Linked DNA regions of Sus scrofa: all the other regions are linked to region 2. Evidence: chromatin contacts called from public Hi-C and HiChIP or PLAC-seq data. All regions are on one chromosome and are shown on one strand. Each heading gives the region's core, a stretch centred on a gene start, on an enhancer-like site or on the middle of the called end of the contact. The rest is flanking DNA. Distances are from core to core; before and after follow the strand shown.

Region 1 (2,897 bases), core at 199-2,698, 240 kb before region 2:
GCATCCCCGCTGGGGAGGTGGGGAGGGAGCGCTGGGCCCTACACCTTGGATTCCGAGGCGCGGCCCCCGGGGCTCCGCTCGTCCAGGCTCGAGTCGCTGTCAGCTGCCGCCCCGCCGTTATATCCGGCCCAGGGCTCCAGCAGGGGCGCCGGCGGCGCGGCCCCGACGTCTTCTTCGTCGTCGTCGTCGTCCGAGGCGGCCCCGGGCGACGGCGGCGGCCGGGCCACCGCCAGGCAGCCAGAGGCGCGCGGCCCATCCCCGGCGGCCGCGCAGCTCCCGCGGGCGACCCGGCGCGCGCAGCAGAGCAGGCGCTGGAAGGCCTTGCGGAAGTCAGGGCTGCGGCAGTAGATGATGGGGTTGAAGGCCGAGTTGGCGTAGCCCAGCCAGTTGAAGAAGACGAAGAGGCGGTCGGGCACCAGGTCGCGGTGGAAGGCCTTCACCACGTTGGCCAGGAAGAAGGGTAGCCAGCAGAGCGTGAACACGCCCATGATGATGCCCAGCGTCTTGAGCGCCTTCTGCTCTCGCAGGGCCACGAGGCGCGAGGGCCGCCTCTTGCTGGTGCGCCCGTTGGCTACCGGGGCTGCGGCAGCGGCGGCAGGGAGCGGGGACCCGGGCGAGGGCGCGGGCGAGGGCGGCCGCGCGGGGCTGCCGAGAAAGCGGCGCTCGCAGCTGTCGATCTTCTTCACCTGCTTCTGGGCCTCGCGGAACACCCGCAGGTACACGAAGGCCATGATGCACAAGGGCACGTAGAAGGAGACCACGGACGAGGCGATGGCGTAGGCCCTGTTGGTGACGAAATCGCAGCACTTGGGGTCGTTGTAGCAGCGGCGTGCCTCGGCACCCTTGTCCCGCCACCAGTGCATGAGGATGGGCAGGAAGGACACCAGGGCCGAGATGGCCCACACGGTGCACACGAGGGCCCGTGCCCGCGCGCGGGTCAGCAGGCTCTGGTAGCGAAAGGGCGACGTGATGGCGAGGTAGCGGTCCAGGGCGATGACACACAGGGTCTCGATACTGGCCGTCACGCACAGTACGTCCACCGACGTCCAGAGCTCGCAGAAGAAGGAGCCGTACTCCCAGCGGCCCCACACCACGATGGTGGCCCCGAATGGCACCACCAGCAGCCCCATGACCAGGTCGGCGCTGGCCAGGGACATGATGAAGAGGTTGGTGAGCGTCTGCAGCCTCGGCGTCTTGGCGATGGCCACGATCACCAGCACGTTGCCCGCCACGATGAGCAGCACGATGAGCGCCATCAGGAGGCCCATGCCAGCCGTCCACTGCTGCGACAGCTGCACGGATCCCTCGCTGGCTGGGGTCAGCAGCGAGGCGGGAGGGGACGCAGGCACCAGCAGCCGCGCCGCGGTGGCCGCGCCGTCGGGGAGCGGCGCGGCGGATGACAGGTTGCAGGGCTCGGAGGCACCCAGGGCGAGCGCCCCCGCGCCCATACCGAGCTGCGGAGGCCGGGGGCGGGGGGTGTGGCGGAGTTGGGCCGCGGTCGGGGAACCCCCCCAGAGGCCCGGGCGGCGGGGCGCGACGAGGGAGGTCGCGGCCAGGTCAGGGCAGCCGCGGCGCGGGGCCGGAGGCATGGGCGCAGGGCGCCTTCCCCGCCAGAGCTGTGCGCTGTCGCCGCCGCCGCCGCCGCCGCTGCTGCTGGAGCCGCTGTCGCTGCTGGAACAGCTGCCGGGACCTCAGCATGTTTCTGAGCGCGCGGAACCCGCAGCCCCGGCACCCAGCACCCACCCCACCCCGCTCCCACTCCCACTCCCTGGAGCCAACCCCCGGGGCCTCGCGTCAGGCTATTGCAGCCAATCCGAGCGAAGGCACGCCCCGATCTGGTTCTCCCCCCCCCCCCCGCGCAACTCCCCTCACCCCCTCCCCGCCCCCGGCGGTTCAGCAGCTCTGGGGAGTCCGGAGGAGATCGCCCAGCGAGCGCCGCCTCGGCGCCCGCGGGTTCCTGCGCTCGCGCCCCTCCCTGAGCTCGCTAGTTCTAGCGCCCAGTTCCCCTCGGCCCCCTACTGCGCCTGGTTCCCACCCTGTCCCCTTCCACAGCCCCCAATCTCTCCTTTCCTGCGCCTCCGGCGTTTGGCTCCCTCTTGCGCCCCAGCTTAAGTAGCCACCCCTTTACCTCCAGTGCGCAGTTTCCCCGCAGAGCAGAGCGCGCGTTTCCTTTAGCGGCGGGGTGGGGACCTTGGTGTTCTCCAAGCGCCAGAGCGCCTTGCACCGTCTGCCTGCTGGGGTTGAAGGAGTCTGCTGCAAGATTGTTTCTCCTGTTGGGCTGCCTAGTAGGCTGTGTGTAAAATCCTTCCCCCGTCAGGAGGGGACCCAGCCAGCCTGCGCCCTGCCAGCTCGGGGGATCAGAGGCGGGTGTTAGCGGTTAGAGGAAACTTTCCAGCAAGCGCCTTGCTAGAGCAAACCGCGCATCTGTCAGGGACGCTCTCTGGGAGCTATTTTTTGCAAGAAGCTTCTGTGGTTCCAGTGCAGCAGATGCGGGAAGGATGGGGACGTTTGTGCATCTGACAGCTAATGCTGAAGACCAGTTGGAAAAACACACTTCTCAGTCCCAGCTGATGGTTGTGTGAGTGTGACGCAACAGTGTGTCGATAATGTGGAGAGCGAGGCTTAAGGAAACACGAATGTTAAGGTAAAGTAAATGACACTGTCACCAAGAAAGAACACATTTAATTACATTTCAGACTTTTCACCTTCAGTAATAACACTTGGATGTGGTGTTTTATTATTCACATGATTTTATCATTTGAGCTGAGTCGATGCAAACAAAAACGTACGTTCGTTTTGGTTGACATAATGAGTTGAGATTTATTTCTGGGTCTGCTGGGTTGTTTTCTCCTTTGCCCAAGTTCCCAGATTCTGAGAACTCTAGGATTAGTTTCCCA
Region 2 (2,807 bases), core at 169-2,668:
TCTCATGAGATACTGAACCCTGTCACGTCCAACCAATTAACTATACATGTGGTTTCAGTGTCATGCCAGGAGATACGCCAACACCACCAGGCAAAACAATGCCAGCCCCAACCAAAGAAGGTAAAGTTCGGTTTCATGTATCACAATAAGATGCGCTTCATAAACAGCACTGCTAGGAATATCAGGTTCCCTAGTGCTCCAAACATTCACAGAGCCAGGATTCAAACCCTGGAGACAGGTCATAATTCAGACTTTTAAAATTACAAGTTTCAAACTTTGAACAGAGGAGTGTGGCACAGCAAAGAAACCGGCAGAAGAAGGGAGTCTGCTGATTCCGACTCTGGTAATTCTTAGTTAGGATGCCCTCGGCAAACGACTCAATCTCCCTGATCCCGTGCCTGAGTCCCCCAATTTATAAAATAAGGCTAATTAAGAGCACTTCAATGGACTGCAGAGAGGATTAAATAAAATAGTACCCTTAAAGTGATGAAAACTGTGTGGGGCCCCTAAGAACTGATCAATAAAGGTTAGCTACGATAATGCAGAATTATGATGATGCTGGGCAACCAGACTGGAAGGACAGGGTGGCATGGACACTGGCATCATGCCAACGAAACATTCGGGGAAAGTTACTTAGTTAACATAAGGCCCGGGCAGATCTAGATGATTGCAGAGATGAAGATGCAGGTCCCCGCCCTCCATAAACCCACGGTCCGCCGCCGCCGCCGCCGCCGGGGGACAGATGCTCCGCTGTGCGAAGCGCCTCTCCCCGGCGCGGTGGCACAATCCCGCCTCGCCCACCGCTTCAGGGGAGGGCGCAGTCCCCGAGGAAGGGGAGGTTCCGGGAGGGGTCCCCACCCTGAAGCCAGCCCCTCACCTTCCGGAAACTCGGGCACTGATAAGTCCTGCTCCCAACCGTCCACCTTCTGCAGATACTGGTAGACCAAGCTGTCCTTCTCCTCCTGGGTGACGGCGTCGAGCAGGGCGTACTCCAGCGAGGTCTGAGCCGGGAGCAGGCCCGACAGGCTGCAGCTCCGGGCTCCGGGCGCCGCCATGTTCTCTCCGGACCGTCCAGAGGCGGCTGCCGAGCCCGCCGGACGGCCTCGTTTAGAGAAAGGGGGAAGCGCTTACAGCCCTTCGGTTTCAGAACAGTACATTCGCCTCACCCACCACCGGCCCCCCTCCAAGTTAATGGCACTTTTCTTCAAACGCTAGAGCACAAATCGACACTATTCCCAGGCACGTAATTAAACTACCGTCCCAAACCACCCCGCCCCTTCTAAATCCTCACGCCACAGCTGAGTCTGCACATTCAGCGCGCCAGATTCAACATGGAAAAGGCCTCTGGGCAAGCGTTCTAGAAGTTCTCAGAGACCCATTCCCCAACCCTTCACTTTGGAAATTAGCAGGTTTTAGAACTAAAATAAAACAAAATAAATCCGTAGGACTTAAAAGGGCACAAACTTTTTTTCTTTTAAAAGTCCCACTTTTAGACCAAGATCAGCTGATTCGACACAACATCGGTAACAGGAAACTGTTCCCGCCACGACACGAAAGGTAAAGGAGCAGGCTTTTTTAAAGTTGGGAGTGACTAGCCAATGGCTTTGGCTTATACACAAACGCAGGATTTTGTTACGGTCCAGTGCTGAAAGTGCGGGCGCGAATAGATTGTCAGCCGAGCAGGGGAAGGGGGCGCGAGGGAAGTGGACTCAGCTGCAGCTGCACAAGGCGGGGTGAGGGTGGCAGGTGGGTGGCGGCGGGGATCCCTGAAGGCTCGGGCTCTGTCTTCGGAAGGGAAGGGCTCTGACGGCTTTTGCGGAGCGGGCTGTGTCAGCAGCTCACCCTCTCCCTACCCTAGAGCGGGTAAGGGCCCATTCACTGGCCTCTCACCCTCCTACATCTAAAGAGGAGGTCGAGCAACTGAGAGGCATCAGGCAGGTAAACTTTGGTTTTGAGGCTGGTGGAGAGAGGGCAGGTCACCCCTGTGGTCTGGAGTGAGGAATGTGGGTGGCCTCAGTGCGAGCACGACTTCACATCTTTGAATTTTGTTTGTTCATTGTGCAGTGTTTGTTCATTGCTGCTGGAAGAAGATAATTGAACTGACCCAGGACACTGAAGTTGTTGAATATCCACGAGTCACAGATAAGGGCAATTAAGCTTTTTGCGACTCACACACATTTGATTATGGTGTGATTAGTGTTACTAGCAAACTGAAGCCTTCAGTGTTTGGAATGTTTGGAATACCTGCTGAGCCGTCTACCCAAGAACTGTGGTTGGGTTTGTATTATTTGGACAATTGTCCAGTTGAAATAGAATTGAAGGACGCTTGATAACAATTTTACAAAGCTCCTTCTAAAATTAAACTGTTAACCCTATGCTTCCCATTAGGGCTTCGCGTTGAAAGTATTACTGATTTTTATTTATGAAACAAGTCCTGGAAAAAGCCAAGATACCTGAATGAAATATACACAATGGAAAACTTCTCAGATGCTACCCCTGTTAATTTCATTGTAGTATAAATGGAATAGCAGGTGTTCTCAGGTATAAGGTTTGTAGTTTGCCAATATATTCATTACCAAAGCTTTAGAATCCCATCAGGTTAGAGGGGTTTTTTGTTTTTGTTTTTGTTTTTTTTCGGAATAAGAATTCTATTTAAAATTTTCGTAACAGGAAGTAGACCCTCAGTTTACTTAGATTAGTGCTTCTTTTATGATTAAAGTCATTTTGCCATGTTTGAAGACACTTTTTTGGAAGAAGACACTTTTTTGGAAAAAGACACTTTTTTGGAAGAAGACATCTGGGAATAC
Region 3 (2,946 bases), core at 124-2,623, 140 kb after region 2:
GGCACAGTGATGAGGGGATGACAGGAGCTTACACACCCTGACAGCACTGCTCTGCGCCCCAACCCCCTCACTCCATCCTCGCAGCAGCCGCCACCCCGGGCCCACCACTATCCCCATTACACAGACGGGCACAGAGAGGGCCAAGGCCTCACAGCAGAGAAACAGAGTGGGGGGGAGGGGGGGACTGAACCCACGGCTGCCCCACAAGGGAGCTCTCACTGTTAGCCAGCCCAGGCCCTTCCCACCCTTCCAAATCCATCCCCCCTTCTCTGCCAAATCCCGAAGAGCACCGGTGACCCAAGCCCGGCGACTAGGAGGGAAGGGAGGGACAAGCTGAGCAAGCAAGTGATGTTGGGGGCGGGCAGAGCTCTCTCCCTCAAGTTCAGTGGAGCCGTCGGGGCCGCCCAGTCCCTGGGGATCGAATCCCACCGACGGCGCTCGGGGTGGCAGGAGCGAGGGCAGCCGGACGGCCAGGGAGAACGCGGGCGAAAGGAGGGCAGGGCGGAAGCGCGGCGGCCGAAGTTACCGTTCCCACGGCGTCCAGAACTGGTGCTGTCTCAGTCCCTCCGCCCCGAGGGTCTGCGGCCGCTCCAACGAAAGCGAAAGTAAAGCCGCAACGCGGCCAGGGGAGGAGTCGCCCCGGGCAGGACGCCGACCCGGCGGGCGGGGCTGCGGGCCCCGCCTCCGACTCGGGACCCCGCGCTTCTCAGAGTCGGCCGCGCGCGGGACCACCGCGCCGCCGCGCCCCGTCGGGGAGGGCGCGCTCTCACGGTCGCGCGCGTCGTCGCGGAGGGCGCCCTCGGCAGGCAAAGCTGGTCGCGCGCACCGGACGCGTCCTGGGCAAAGTTTGCAGAGATCCACAGGGGTCCCGGAGCTGCGCGCGCAATCTCCAGGAGAAAGTTCTGCAGCGTCCACTGCGCTCCAAGTGACCTGAAGGGCGCGCTCCGCAGACCCGGCGCACGCAGCGTCCCAGTCGGGCGGACTGAAGAGTGCGCCCTGCCGACTTCGCGGCGCTTGATAATGGGGCGCTGGTCAGAGTCCACCTTCCTGCCCTCCCGCTGCCTCCGGTCTACACCGCGACTTCGGCCTCCGCACCGGCCCTGGGACCTGTTCCAAAGGCCCAACGGCTCCTCCTCAGCCAAATCCTGACCCTGATCGTCTATGCGGGGGACTGGGTGCCCGCATCTTCCTGAGTTACCGTCTCCCTAGGGCCAGCCGAGGGAGCCGCCGTGGTCTCCTGCCGCTCAGAACTTGCTTCCATTCGCTGACGCGCCTTCCTCACGCGTGGGCGGCAGGAACTAACAGTTTTCTGCAGAGCACGTCCACACCTCTTAACAGAGCCTGCTGGCCGGGACGTAGCGCCAGAATCATTCATGGACTATTTATTGAGCGCCCTCATGTGTCAGCCACTGGGTACTTGGCCATGAGTTAGTCTAAAACGGGAGAGAGTCTAATATGGTACTTTCACTCGTGCCACCTAACCCCCAGCCTTGCATCCCCAGGTCCCCCAACACCCATGCATGCTCCCACTTTTGTCTTTATTCAACCTGGGACCTCCAGCTGAGGCCTCCAAGGCCTTGCTCTCCAAGATTCCTCGGGGGAGCAGCTTATGCATGCAGTTACACTGAAGTGTAAATAGCTAAGGAGACCTGACAGTTTTATTCATACCAGAGATGTTTGCTTTGAAAGAACTATCAACGCCTTCAGTGAAAGGAACGAACCTTCTTCGTCGTGCATCATTAGGCAAGAACGCATCTCGTCTTTTTGTTTGCTGTCCCCTGGGCCTGAGACTTCAATATCGTCCATAATATCTTACCAGGTAAGGACGCTTCCTTGATTTAAGGAAGACTGGCCGCAGGCAAGTGTAAGGGAGTGATTATAATTTATTACCTTCTGCCAGAATCCTGAATTCCTGAATATTTCAAACAGGCAGTTACACTATTTCCACTATGGATGTGCTATAGGTTGTTTGGGCCACCTACCTCCCTGCCAAATTCCTATGTTGAAACTAAATCTCCAAAATGATGGCATTAGGAGGTGGGGGCCTTTGGGAGGTGCTTAAATCAGGAAGGTGGAGCCCTGGTGAGTGGGATTAGTGCCTTGATAAAAGAGGCCAGGCTGAGCATCCTGGCCTTTTCTATCATGTGAGGACATAGAAATTGCAGTCGGCTACCCCAACGTGGGCTCTGACTAGAACCCAACCATGCTGGCACCCTGATCTTAGCCTTCTGGCCTCCAGAACTGTGAAGAATACGTTTCTGGTGTTTATAAGCTATTCAGTTTCTGTCTTTTGTTATAGCAGCCAGAACAGACTAAGACAGGCTGCGCTACTCTTTTCTTTAACAGCCATGTTTCTGAAATGTCAAGGCGAGCCAAGTCATGGTAGACACAGAGTTAATTTTCTTTTTGAAGGAATTCAGTGGTGAATCATTTGAGAAATGGAATAAAAAGCCTATTAGTAGGGCAAATAGGTTACCCTATGATTTATCGCATTTATGAATTCAAGTTTTGCAGGTTATTCGTGAAATAAGATGAAACACGGTGTTAGATATGGGAGCCACCTTCACAACTAATCCCTCTGCTGGTATTATAGATACAGAATCTGAGGCTCAGAGAGGTTGTCCACACTACAGGCATGCTAGTGGCAGAACCAGGATCAGGTTGCCTAGAAAAATAATGTATTTTCCATCCACAAGAAAGGTCTACCATAGATTATATGAAGCAATTTTGTTTACATGTGTCACACACAGGAATTCGTTGCTGGCTCAGATAGGAAGATGATTTTAAGGAAAACTTTCTTTTTTTATTTTTTACTTTAATGATTTTTATTTTTTTCCATTATAGCTGGTTTACAGTGTTCTGTCAATTTTCTACTGTACAGCAAGGTGACCCAGTCACACATACATGTATACATTCTTTTTTCTCACATTATCATGCTGCGTCATA

The links. Hi-C and Micro-C count contacts between places; a contact is called where the count stands out from the background. HiChIP or PLAC-seq counts read pairs in DNA pulled down with a chosen protein or histone mark.
Region 1: a Hi-C map of embryonic fibroblasts shows a contact between it and region 2, with 2.3 times the contacts expected there. The contact joins the promoter of ADRB1 here to the promoter of DCLRE1A in region 2. A contact is called at or near these places in 6 of 47 Hi-C or Micro-C datasets (brain, embryonic fibroblasts, fetal heart ventricle and 3 more) and 1 of 2 datasets of contacts at active chromatin or transcription factors (alveolar macrophages).
Region 3: an H3K27ac HiChIP or PLAC-seq map of alveolar macrophages shows a contact between it and region 2. The contact joins the promoter of CASP7 here to the promoter of DCLRE1A in region 2. A contact is called at or near these places in 1 of 5 promoter capture datasets (fetal liver), 2 of 47 Hi-C or Micro-C datasets (embryonic fibroblasts and heart right ventricle) and 2 of 2 datasets of contacts at active chromatin or transcription factors (alveolar macrophages and skeletal muscle).

Annotation. Positions count from the first base shown.
Region 1 is chr14:124,398,881-124,401,777 of Sscrofa11.1, reverse strand. It overlaps ADRB1 (adrenoceptor beta 1), which reads right to left and starts at 1,448. Exons shown (of 1, transcript NM_001123074.1): 1 at 39-1,448. The coding sequence starts at 1,448. The coding sequence ends at 39.
Region 2 is chr14:124,160,990-124,163,796 of Sscrofa11.1, reverse strand. It overlaps DCLRE1A (DNA cross-link repair 1A protein), which reads left to right and starts at 1,418. Exons shown (of 10, transcript XM_013983742.2): 1 at 1,418-1,557; 2 at 2,065-2,807. The coding sequence starts at 2,730. It overlaps NHLRC2 (NHL repeat containing 2), which reads right to left and starts at 1,080. Exons shown (of 11, transcript NM_001243561.1): 1 at 878-1,080. The coding sequence starts at 1,055.
Region 3 is chr14:124,016,203-124,019,148 of Sscrofa11.1, reverse strand. It overlaps CASP7 (caspase-7), which reads right to left and starts at 1,373. Exons shown (of 7, transcript XM_021073322.1): 1 at 527-1,373. It also overlaps a transcript of NRAP not described here.